Regions from separate parts of the Zea mays genome. Here regions 2 and 3 are each linked to region 1. The links are chromatin contacts, called in public Hi-C maps. All regions are on one chromosome and are shown on one strand. The core of a region is the stretch at or near the end of the contact, and the rest is flanking DNA. Distances in the headings are between cores, read along the strand shown. Region 1 holds the start of LOC100382459 (Peroxidase 73). Region 2 holds the start of LOC100193188. Region 3 holds the start of LOC542460 (CK2 protein kinase alpha 2).

Evidence for each region. A called contact is a pair of places that touch in the nucleus more often than the background predicts.
Region 2: a Hi-C map of leaf shows a contact between it and region 1, with 4 times the contacts expected there. The contact joins the promoter of LOC100193188 here to the promoter of LOC100382459 in region 1. A contact is called at or near these places in 2 of 25 Hi-C or Micro-C datasets (bundle sheath and leaf).
Region 3: a Hi-C map of leaf shows a contact between it and region 1, with 5 times the contacts expected there. The contact joins the promoter of LOC542460 here to the promoter of LOC100382459 in region 1. A contact is called at or near these places in 9 of 25 Hi-C or Micro-C datasets (bundle sheath, ear, endosperm and 3 more).

What each region holds. Positions count from the first base shown.
Region 1 is chr1:286,378,495-286,382,227 of Zm-B73-REFERENCE-NAM-5.0, reverse strand. It overlaps LOC100382459 (Peroxidase 73), which reads right to left and starts at 2,112. Exons shown (of 3, transcript NM_001175200.1): 1 at 1,010-2,112; 2 at 628-793; 3 at 1-130. The coding sequence starts at 1,516.
Region 2 is chr1:286,540,391-286,544,123 of Zm-B73-REFERENCE-NAM-5.0, reverse strand. LOC100193188 reads right to left here and starts at 1,887. Exons shown (of 10, transcript NM_001138343.1): 1 at 1,501-1,887; 2 at 1,280-1,409; 3 at 608-802. The coding sequence starts at 1,826.
Region 3 is chr1:286,237,015-286,240,747 of Zm-B73-REFERENCE-NAM-5.0, reverse strand. LOC542460 (CK2 protein kinase alpha 2) reads left to right here and starts at 1,865. Exons shown (of 10, transcript NM_001112016.2): 1 at 1,865-2,226. The coding sequence starts at 1,991.

The DNA of each region.
Region 1 (3,733 bases), core at 863-3,362:
GGGTCCACCCCCGCCGGGCACGCCGCCTGCAGGTCCTCCGCGTACGTCGCGTTCATCGTCGGGTCCACCGACTGCGGCTGGATCCGGTCCGAGAACGTGCTGCAGTGCGCGAACCCCACCGTGTGCGCCGCTGTGCAAGAGGATGAGCCGATGAGGAAGGAACCCCAACGCCACGTCAGCTCAGTTCAGCCAGAGGCCATGGTATGGTATCAATAATGCGATGCTGGCCGGTCTTTCACGTGCATCTGTGCAAGCAAGCACGGCTACCGAGCCAGCATTCCAGACAGAGACAGTCGCCACGGTTGACTCGTTTCAGATCTACGACTACGAGCGACCAGCTGCAGTGCCACACACACACACACTCCACTGTACTACTACTAACCTAGGGCTAGGGGGGATAATGCATTTTCTATGGGCGCTACGGATGCTTCGAGAGACCACTAATAATAAAACGTTTGCAGTTAATTGCGGCGCTGGGAGCGTTGGCCTTGGTCCGTTGGGCGGGCCCTTTGCTTGACTTGAAAGACATGGAACGGAATCTAGCCTGCGTACTTCGCTGACGCTGATACAGCAGCTGTTGAAGGGGGAAAAAAGAAGAACGCACTGGAGCGGTAGTAATTTGCTCACCAGATAAAGCAATCATGTCGGCCTGCGACAGGTTGTTGAGGGCGAAAATGCTCGTCAGCTGGTCCAGGTTGAAGGACGGCGGCGGCAGCTTGCCGTCGACGTTGGTGGACATGGACACCAGCCCGTCCAGCCTCCCCAGCTCCACCGCGTACGACGGCCCGCCAGCCTGCGCGAACCGATCGAGGATCAGAGAGCCTGTACCCTGTAGTGCTGCTGTCCTACTACGCTACGCTTTACTAGTAGGCTCCGCTTCCGCATCCCAGGGGAATCCTCCAAAGTTCGGGAGCTTTGGGGGTCCGGAAGAAGAAAGGTGGGTGCGATCTGTGCCGGGCATTGATTGGACCGCGCCGCGTGTGCTAGGAGAGGACGTGTGGTATGGTACCAGCTCAATGACGTCCCGGGTGGCCAGCGCCAGGATGTCGGCGCACGACACCTGGTTGGCGCACGCCGGCACGGCGTCCACGGCCGCCTTGGCCTGGATGACGGTGTCGAAGCCGTCGCCGGCCAGGGAGAGGTTGCTCGGGTGGTCCTTCTCCGCCGTGTTGTTCCCCGTGGACACCAGGATCACCGACGCGTCGCAGCCCTGCATGCACGCGGGAAGTTGAAGCATCGCCAGTCGCCCCGGTCCGTCAGAAACACAGGCAGTCGTCGAGGAAGAGGAAGAGGAAGCGCGCACCTCGACGAAGCAGTCGTGGAAGAAGAGGCGGATGGTGGCGCCCACGGCGACGGGCTGCGCCTGCACCTTCTTGGACACCGCGGCGCGCACGATGCTCTCCAGGTCCGGGCACACCGCCGCGTAGTAGTCCTGCCGCAGCTGCGCCGTCACGCCGGCGGTGGCTGCCGCGAGCGCCGCCAAGAGCGCCGCCAGGACCCTGATCCCGGCGCCCATGCTGCTGCGCCTAGCCTGGTCCACGCGCTCCCTCCCTCCCTCCTCTGCTGCCTTCTCCGGTTCTCCCCACGCACGCAGAGCTCGGTCGCCCCTGCTGCTGTTGAGTCTTGACTCTTGAGTGAGTAGTAGTGTCTCCTCGCGCTCGGCAACAGCAGCAGCGTCTCACTCCCCACTCTTGCAGTCCCAGCGGCCGGGTACTGCCGCGAGTGATGGCGGCTGGTGAGGCTGTCGAGCGCTGCGCTTGTGGCTGCAGCTGGTGGCGGGCGGTGAGGTTATGATCGCGGGGGGCAAGTGCCGCGTGCGATTGCGGTTTGCGATGCAGTACAAGCCAAGTCTCCTCGGGAGCCGGTCAGTGATCGATGGTTTTTAATGCGCGGAGGCGGCGGCGCGCGGTACGTCATGGACGGCTCCGTTGGGGGCACGCGCCGAGATGCGTGCGCTAGGGCGGATGGCGAGAGCGGGGCCCGTGCGGTGCGACTGCGGAGACACATGCGCCCTGCGTGTCCGGTCCGGTGGGCGTATGCGGCATGGCTAGCTGGCCGCCGGCGACGCGAACATGTGTGCGCTGCGATCGCAACCTCCACATGGCGTGGTTGGTGCGCGCGCGCGAGACCAACTGACCAAGGGCTTGCGTTTTGCAAGCAGTGGGGGCAGGGCACAAGTAACAATGCCAGTACGTACTACTGTGCTCGTCGCTACTCCCGTGGTGGCAGTGGCACAGTGCTGATAATACAGAGATCTCACGAGAAGGGCAAGCGAACAAGTAAACTGAAACTTTTTTTTTTGGTTGGCGTGTCCTGGGATGTGGTGTAGTACCGTCACGGAAGCTGGAAACAAGACTTGATTGATCCAATCCAACTCGGATAAACTGAAAGCAAGGCTCGGTCCGTAGGTTACGGTTACGGGACCTCGCGGTAACACAGGCGCAAGGGATTGCACATGTATCACGCGGCATGGCATATGGTCACCGCGGCTGCGTGACTCGACGGTTCGAGGCAGCAGCAGATAGTTGTGTTGTGTCGTCGTCTCTGCGCATCCGGAAACGCGAGTGCGTCCAAGGCCAGGCGCTTGGCCTGCATCCCGGGGCAGGTAGTAGGTTTTTATGATTGGAAGGAAGACGTCCAGAATCCGCCGCTGGTAGCGGCTGGTGCTAGTAGTAGTCGCGATAATTGGTGTGGCCTAGTAGCTCCTAGGGGCCCATGGCGGCGCAAAAAAAGTGGCGTGTACCTGAAAGAGTCCCGTTGCTTATTCGACCATCGTGCTGCCCCCTGGGCGCCTTGGATCGTAGCAAGCATGCATCAGCGTCGCGTGCCTTCTTTTTTCCCCAGAACATTGTCACAGTAGGAGAGTACTACTTCTTTTCGGTCCTCCTGTAAATTTGTCAGAAGCAGCCCGGGCGCGGCGCACTACCGAGGCGGGCAATTGCAGTGCAACGGGCGAAGGGATTAATGGAAGTGGCGGTGTTTTTTGAACGTTGGTGTTTGATGTTAACATCCACTTACCCGAGACCCCAACCCCAAGCAGAGGCGTCAACGGGCGATTGTGTTGGCTTGTCTGATAACTCTGATGGCTGATGCTAACGGCCACCTGCAGTCGCTGTCTGTCTTTTTCACCATCCGATGATCCTTTGGTGGCGATTAACGGGCAGCTAACGTCAGCGGCCCAGCCACACCCGCATAATAACTTCCTGACCGGTCGGGTCCGACGCGGTCCCTGCCTCTCTGATCGGACAGACTCGCCAGTAGCGGCTAGCGGGGCCTGGATCTGGATCAGGCCCACGCCACGCGGCCCAAGTAGCGGGGTGACGGGACAATTTCAAGTTTTCAACCGCGGTTCGCCGGGTGTTGGCAGAAAATGAGCCACGGCTTCTGATGTTTCAGTTCAGCTGTCGATCCCCTTCCCAGTTCCCCTCGGGTTGTTGCGGACTGGCCCTCCTACCAAACCGGATAGGCCATGCGCCATGGGCGGCTAGCTCCCGAGTCTCCCCCAGTCTTTTGCCCATCACGGGGGCGGAGCGCCAGGTCTGCCACGGGCCACGGCACCCGCCAGCACTTTTCATTCAGCGAATGCGCGCGTGCGCTATCTGGTCCTGGTCGCTCTATCGGTTGGTGCGCGCCATTCATGGGCAATGGCGAGGAATGTGCTTCGGCTCTCGGCTGCACTAGAGATCAGAAGCTGGCGTAGTGGGGAGCTTGTCTCGTTGCGAAAGAGACCGTC
Region 2 (3,733 bases), core at 638-3,137, 160 kb before region 1:
AATCATAATCTAATAATAATTTATGAACTGTGATATTCAAGAAAATAAGGTATTGTAAGTCATCTGCATTATTTTCTGCAGGTTCAATTGCTGTTCCATAAGTGACTCAATACTCAATGAGAGCATCTAAAGCTCCAAACAGATGCAGAGGTACCATATTCTAATATCCACTAATCAACATACAATGATTAGTCAACACCAGCTTATCGGCCAAAGTACTTATGCAAACAAAGGCAAGGAACTATCTCATAAAATTTGTTATCTTTTTTCTGTGTGCACAATAAGATCAAAGGGGCTAACAAGTTACACCAAGTAAGTTGCATGGCATTAAGAGGTTTACCTCTGTTACGATATGCCTTATATTTATAAACTATATTAGCTAAAATAACATAAATCAAAGCATACTTATCAGCCTAATGGAACTCATAAAATTTCTAAGGTCAGTGACCTGCAAGAAAAATAATAGAATTTAATTTTACATTGATTGCAAAGGTCCTCAGAATCAAACAGGTATATCATGAAAAAGAAACAAAAAATGAAATAGCTGAACCATGAACAAGATCACATAAGCAAGAGATATGAGCACTTTCGAGGTTCAGATTCTTGCCTTCAATAATTCAAAAATATAGTATCTGATATCATAATCAGATAACGCAGGGTAGAGTACTTTGAAGTCAGTGTTGTTGACATGTTCAAAGATCAGACTAGGTGTCTTTGATTCATCATCTCTGACAATATCAAGTAGTTTTACAATGTTAGGCCCTCCATATAAGTTCTGAAGTATCTTTATTTCCCTCTTTATCTGAATCATCATAAAAGACATCCACATGAATCGTTACGATGTCACACAAATCTAAGCAAAAAAATAGAAGGAAAAAAAAAGATAAAAATCAAAATATCTCTACAGCTGAAAAGCATATCGTGTAAGCCTAAAATGGATCAAATAAAAAGAAAATCACAATTTTGCATGGACAAACTCCTATACAGACGTGCGTGCAAGATGACATGGCTATATGAGAGTGATTTGAAGCTACAATGTCTCCAAACCACACTGCCTCATGCCCTTTGGCGTCCTAAGTGGATAAGTAGTAGAAGCAACTAGCCAGCTAGATAATCCTCAAGCCTAACACAGAATCAGCTGAGACTGGAAGACATTGGTGTAGTCCAATGTGGCTCTACAAGGCAGTCCCTGTATGTCATATTTATGATTCCATCCGTATAGCTGGTTGCCAGAAATGTGACAACCACCGCAACAGAGCATTGTAAAAGCAAAGCTGACCTTCTTCTTCTTCACGGGCTTCAGGATCTTAATGACGCATCTCTCATCGCTCCCGGCCCGGAACCCTTCGAACACCTCGCTGTACTTCCCCCTCCCCACCTTCCGCAGCACCTCGTACCCATCCTGCTTCCTGCACGGACAGACGCATCAGAAATAAAACCTTACACCATTCAAATCTGGGGATCACAGTGTAAAGCCGAGCTCCAGCTCCGTGCGCCTACCCCCACTGGATGTCGAGCGACTCGTAGTCCCAGTACTCCTTGGGGCGCTGGGCGTTAGCGTCGGCGTAGACGCGCGCCACCGAGGCGGCGCCACCGGGTTGCCGCGTGGCCCGCCCGAAGCGCGGCGTCATGGGGAGCGGCGCCTCAGCCGCAGCTGCCGCGGCGGCGGCGTAGGCCGTGGGGGCGAGGCGGCGGCGCCGGTGGTGGTGCCCGTGGTGCGGGACCGCGGTGGAGAGAAGGAAGCGTAGGAAGAGACCGTGGGGCGCGGCGGTGGCGGCGGGTGCCGGGAGCGGAAGGACACGGCTGCGCAGGGCGCCCCAGGCCATAGAAACCGCGGCGCGGGCGTGCGGGGGAGATTGAGGGTCGTAGGGCTCAATTCAGTCAATCTATCGGGCTCGCCGCCGCGTGCGAGCACGTCTGCGAGAGCAAAAGCAATGCACGGAGGCCTTTCAGCGAGCGCTCGGCACTAGGACCGGGCCAAAAAAAAAACGAGACTGAAAACGAACCCGAAGAACCCGGGATCCGAACAGAACAAACAGATATTTCAGGGTTCGGTTTTTATTCTGGGCATAGGTTACATAGAACCGAATAAAATACTAAAAACCGGGTTCTCAGTTCGGTTAACCGAACGCCGAATAGTTTAACGGGTACCAAGCAAAGGCCCAAGCGGCCAAGCTCAACAACGTTTCTCAAGAGTTTAGCCTTTTAGGGTTGACTCGTCGCGTTCTCCTACCAGGCTCCACGCAGAGGCAAGTAGGCAATAATCATCAAGTCCTCCTCTTTCCGGACAAGATATACAAAGAGACCCGCCAACTGTCTTTTTATTGAATCTTTTAAAGATAGATATTATGATTAGTCCTTTTCTTTAGTATTTATCGTCCTTCTATTTTTTTAGTTATTCACTGGAGCAATTATATATTGAAGTCAATCCGAGACAAGTGTTCGGATCTATTATGACATAAGAATTAGGTGCCTATCGAACATTGGTTATTCTAGAAAATTATTTCCCGACATAACAAAAAAATCTTTTTTACGTTTTAATTTAAGAAGCCGGTGTATTTTTCTGAGGGTATAAGCCTCTATCTACATCTACTTTCCTTGAGTGGGCACAATATAGATTTTTTTGATTCAATTCAAAATTCTAAGATAACTCATTAGAATTATTAATAAGATCGTCCTGATATATTAGGTAGGAATATTTAGATTGTCGATTTTTATGTACTTTATTACTTCTGTTCCAGAGCATGTTGTGTTGGAGACAAAGAATAAGTCCATATGTAGACATAAGCATTGCATTGTTGTTGATTCAGGATTTATGTGAGCAGAATCCATATTTGAGCAAGTCGAACTTGCATGGAAGAATCAAACCTAAAATGTGGCAAAAAAATGTAGCACAAGTGGACATGTTGCAGATTTACCAGGCAAAAGGGATTGATGTGGTAAATGTTTGGCAATTTTAAAAACATAAGGATGTGAATCTCTTCGTGAATAGCTATCCACAGAGAGTACTACAAGACAATTGTGAAAAGGGAAGAAACACACATGCATGTTGTGGAGAACATAGAATGGGCATAGGTTGCAGGAAACAAAACATTTCCAAGCATGCAAATGGGTCGGGCAGTTTGATCGCTAGCTAAGCACTAGATCACACCACCAAAAAAAGTAACACCTACCATTCTACCTACTTCCTGAAATTACGTTTTACGTCATATAGATATAAATTTCAGATTCAGGGAGCTGGGGCTTTCAATCACCTTGATGTTGTTCCCCGTCGTCTGCTCCTCGTCCACAGCCGCCAAAGAAAAGAAAACCTTGAATGAAGCGTAATCAGCTAAACAAGCAAAGGAGCATCAGGTTATCAGGTTATAGATCGATGGAGCTTATAGCTTGTCGGCAGCACATGTAATACTCAACTTGTGGATAATAAAAGAGAAGAATTCATCTCCTTATATGTATTGCCCTCTATTCATTAAAACATATGAATAATCACATTTAAAGTAAATAAATTAACTAATGAAACATAAATAATTCATGCATCGTGTTGAAGGCTATTTGTTTGTACACTTAATAATAATAATGGTAATAATAAAACTATATTAATGCTGAAATTGGGGTTTAACCTAATTTGAAATCTAGAATTTGAAAATGAAATAGGAAAGGTAAAGGAAAACCAAAATATAAAAGCAATAAAAAATAACTAAAACAACTATGCTTACATGCTGATATTCTTTTT
Region 3 (3,733 bases), core at 616-3,115, 140 kb after region 1:
CCAATAGAAGAAATGGAGAAATAGAGTCTCCTTACCTTCCTTGGTCACCATCCAAGTTCGTTGACGCATGAGAATCCATGGTCGTCACTGTCGTCCTAGGCTCCTAGCAGTCGGTGTAGTGTATGGCTAGTTATTTTAGGGTTTTATCTTTTTTCTAGTCTGCTAGTTGCCTTGTTGGGCTAGGACCTGGGGTCTGGTGCGCTGCCGTGTTGGGTTTGGTGGTCGGCTCGGCCTCAACTCATTCATACAAACAGGACAGGTGTACACGTATGAAATACCCATGGGTAATCGGGTTTGGATTATTGCTTCCCAAACCCATACTCGTTTACCCAATGGGTGGAGATTTTATCCCATATCCATACCTATTGGGACAATTTTTGCCCCATACCGTATTCTAATAGGGGAATTTCTCATGGGTTAGCGGGTATCGGGTCCCCATTGACATCTCTATTATAATCAAAGGTGGCATGGAAGCACATGCGCATGGGCGGATTTGGGCCCCGGGCCACCTGGGCCGTGGCCCGGGGCGCAGCCCAAAACTCCTCTTGTATATATATTTTTTTCAGTGAAAAAATTTGGTTCAAAATACATTTCAGCCCAAAAATGTGACTCCAAAGACATCCTGCTTGCAGCGATTGAGCTTGACGCTGGCGGCCTCTCCTAGTCACGAAAACACAGACTCTTCCAATTATTTCGCAAACATGTGCGGCTGTACTTCATATGTTGCCAGCGGCACTGCCGCCTCCCTCCAGTCACTCTCCACGCCTTTGGGCTCCACGGATCCGGCAAGGGCATAAGGCAGTAACCTCTGAGACAACCGGACAGGCTCTAACTCAGGCATCTGTCACCACCGGTCCGACCTCCGCCAGTCCCCCTCCAGCCTCCCTACGACCCTGCAGCAGAGCCACGCGCGCCCTGCACTGGCGCCACGCCACCGCCCATGCAAACTCGCCCCTGCCATTACATCTTCTTCCAAGCTATACAACTTTCTTAACCTGATTCCCTTTCTTTTCTTATTCATAGGCGAGGGCGAAGTGCCTCTCTGGCCAATGGGCAGCGACTGTCTGCTGTCATGTGCCCGTAATTCTCTCCTATTGTGAGTAATTGTTCTCTGTCATAGTTTCACTGGATTGTTTTAAATGTTACTACCCCGTTCTTACATATTTATCGTCCGCTAGTTCATTTTGAACTAAAACGCTAAAAATAAAAAGACGGAGTAGTACATCATTATATGTGTAGAGTGGCCCGGAGCGTTAATTTTACGGAGCTCCGCCACTGCACATGCGTACTCTAGTTATAGTTTTACTTTATGTAAGTTGTCTAAACAATTATAGTAGTTTGGTCTCGTGTGTGTGTAGAAGTTATGGAATGTTGATTTAAGATAAAATAAATCAGTTTCCATCTTGAATCGGAGGTATTGGTTTATGCAAATCTTTCATATGTTAATAGGTAGCTACAACTACAGTATACTCAGTGATGTTCGACAGTTCGAGCTCGTTTCTTTCTTTCTTTTTTTTAAAAAACATGAGCTTGTCTTCTTTTAGTTGTGTTTAGCAGGAATTCAGTCTTGTTTTTCTTTTTCTTCCTTTTTTAAGTATGGATTCGTCTTTTTTAGGACGTGTTAAGCATGAATTCAGATTCAAGAAAAAATCATCTAAAATCTATTAAGATGTTCATGTTTAGATAGACCGTCAGGTACAGCACGACCCTGCATCGGGGGCTTCGGGGCAGCACAGCATGCCCTTGTATGAAAGCGTCTTCCGAGGGAAAGGGTCGGGCCCACGCCAGCGAACAATCACCTATAGCGACGAAAAGCCAGCAGATTCCAGCGACCGGTCATCCCAGGTCCCAGTCCACCGGTATCCTCACGCAGCCACGCTAAATTCGTCTCCACCTCCTCCCTCGTGACATCGTCTCGCACGGTCGCTCCCACCTTTCCGCCCGCCGAAACCCTAGCCCGCCCCGCCTCGCCGACGGCGATGGGCGCTGCATGATCGGTGCGTCCCCTTGGAACCGCCTGCCTTCTGGCATCGCCAAGCCCGCTGCCGCGGCTGCCGTCGTCGTAGCGGCGCTCGCGTCCTCCTTCCTCGCCCTCCCGCGTCCTCGCGCCGCCCCGCCCCCAGCGGGATCCGGGCCCCTCATGTCGAAGGCAAAGGTCTACACCGACGTCAACGTTCTGCGTCCCAAGGAGTACTGGGACTACGAGGCGCTCACCGTCCAATGGGGGTAAGTGATTACGTTACGTCACACTAGCAAAGTGCGTGCTTGTACGTTGTTACGATTTTCATTTATGCTTAAGTATTGAATATAAAAGACAAAGACATGTGTGTTCTGTTGTCTAGGTGGGTGTGAATTTGGGTTTAGAGCCAACAACTATAATTTGAATCCCTATTTGTGCATAATTTTAGCATTTTTATTATTTAAATGTTGGGGAGCACAAACACGATTGAAACTGTGGAACCAGGAAAACTGGTGCGTTATATAGTAGAGATTGTAACACCACCTAGCGCGGTTTGCACGCTTAAGCTTCGGCTGATTCGTTTGTATCTCCATGCGGTGGATTAGGTGAGATCGTTAGTATTGTCTGGCTTGCTTGCTGATTTTGGATCATCTTGGCTAGACTAAATGGTCTGGTTGAGCAGCATGATCTTTTTATCTGTGTACAGCTAATGTTGTACGAATGTTCATTTGGAGCAGAAGGTCCTAATATCACAATAGAGCCCATATTTTCAAAACTGAAGTGAATTATACCCCACCTTCTTATATCTGCTATACATTTATCCAAAAAAATTAGTGTTGAGTTGTTGACCATGTACTGGTGGCATGGTGGTGTTTATCTCTATCAGGACAATTTAATTATTTTATCTATTTTGCTTGGTTGGTTAAGGTGTACGTTCCTTTTAGTCTTTGTTATGATTTACTGCTATCAGGTCTTGGTAAGTTTTTTCCACTTGTGTCAATTTGGTGCAGCTAATCTTCTAGTAACTTGCAATATAAGCAGGTGATGGTTTCTGAACTAAGTCCTAGTGTTTATAGAAACTGATATGAAAGTTCATTAGGTCTTAGTTGTATTTTTTGGATTCTTTTAGTTACAGGATTAAGCTAAATAGTTCCTAGTGTTTTGACTTTTGAGATTATTGTGCATTGATCCGCAAAAACACGTCTATTAAGTGTAACGACATATCAGTTGACTCTCGGTGATAGGACTGAGTTGAAACCTTTTCTTTTTAGAATTAAGGCACAACTGAACTCTTCACCAAATTGAGAGTACGAGGTACGTGGATCACTAAACATGCTAATTCCAGTTGCTAAGTCTTTATGGGTGTCCCTGATTCATGCTGAAACTCTTAAGCAAGTACCAAAAACATGTAGGCCATTGTCCCTTCGCTACTGGAAATCATCTACACTATGGCATCGAGTAGGTTGTTGAGAGTTGAGACTTAGTGGAAGTTCTTCTAAATGGTTTTGCTAGTTCGTGGTGAAGTATTATTGTCTTGATAAAAACCTTAGGGGGTGGCTAATTATTTGTTGTCTTCTTTCTTTTGATACTTGTGGAGACCTATAGGAAAAAACTAATTGCATTTTCAGTAACTTTTATTTCAGCAATTTTAGTTTAGGATACATGTCTTCTCCATTGAACTTGCACGGACAGTACAGATTCAATTTCTACTCTCCAAACTCGAATGAACGGTCATTTAAATCCATCTTTTTGCTGTGTTTAATTCTTCTATAA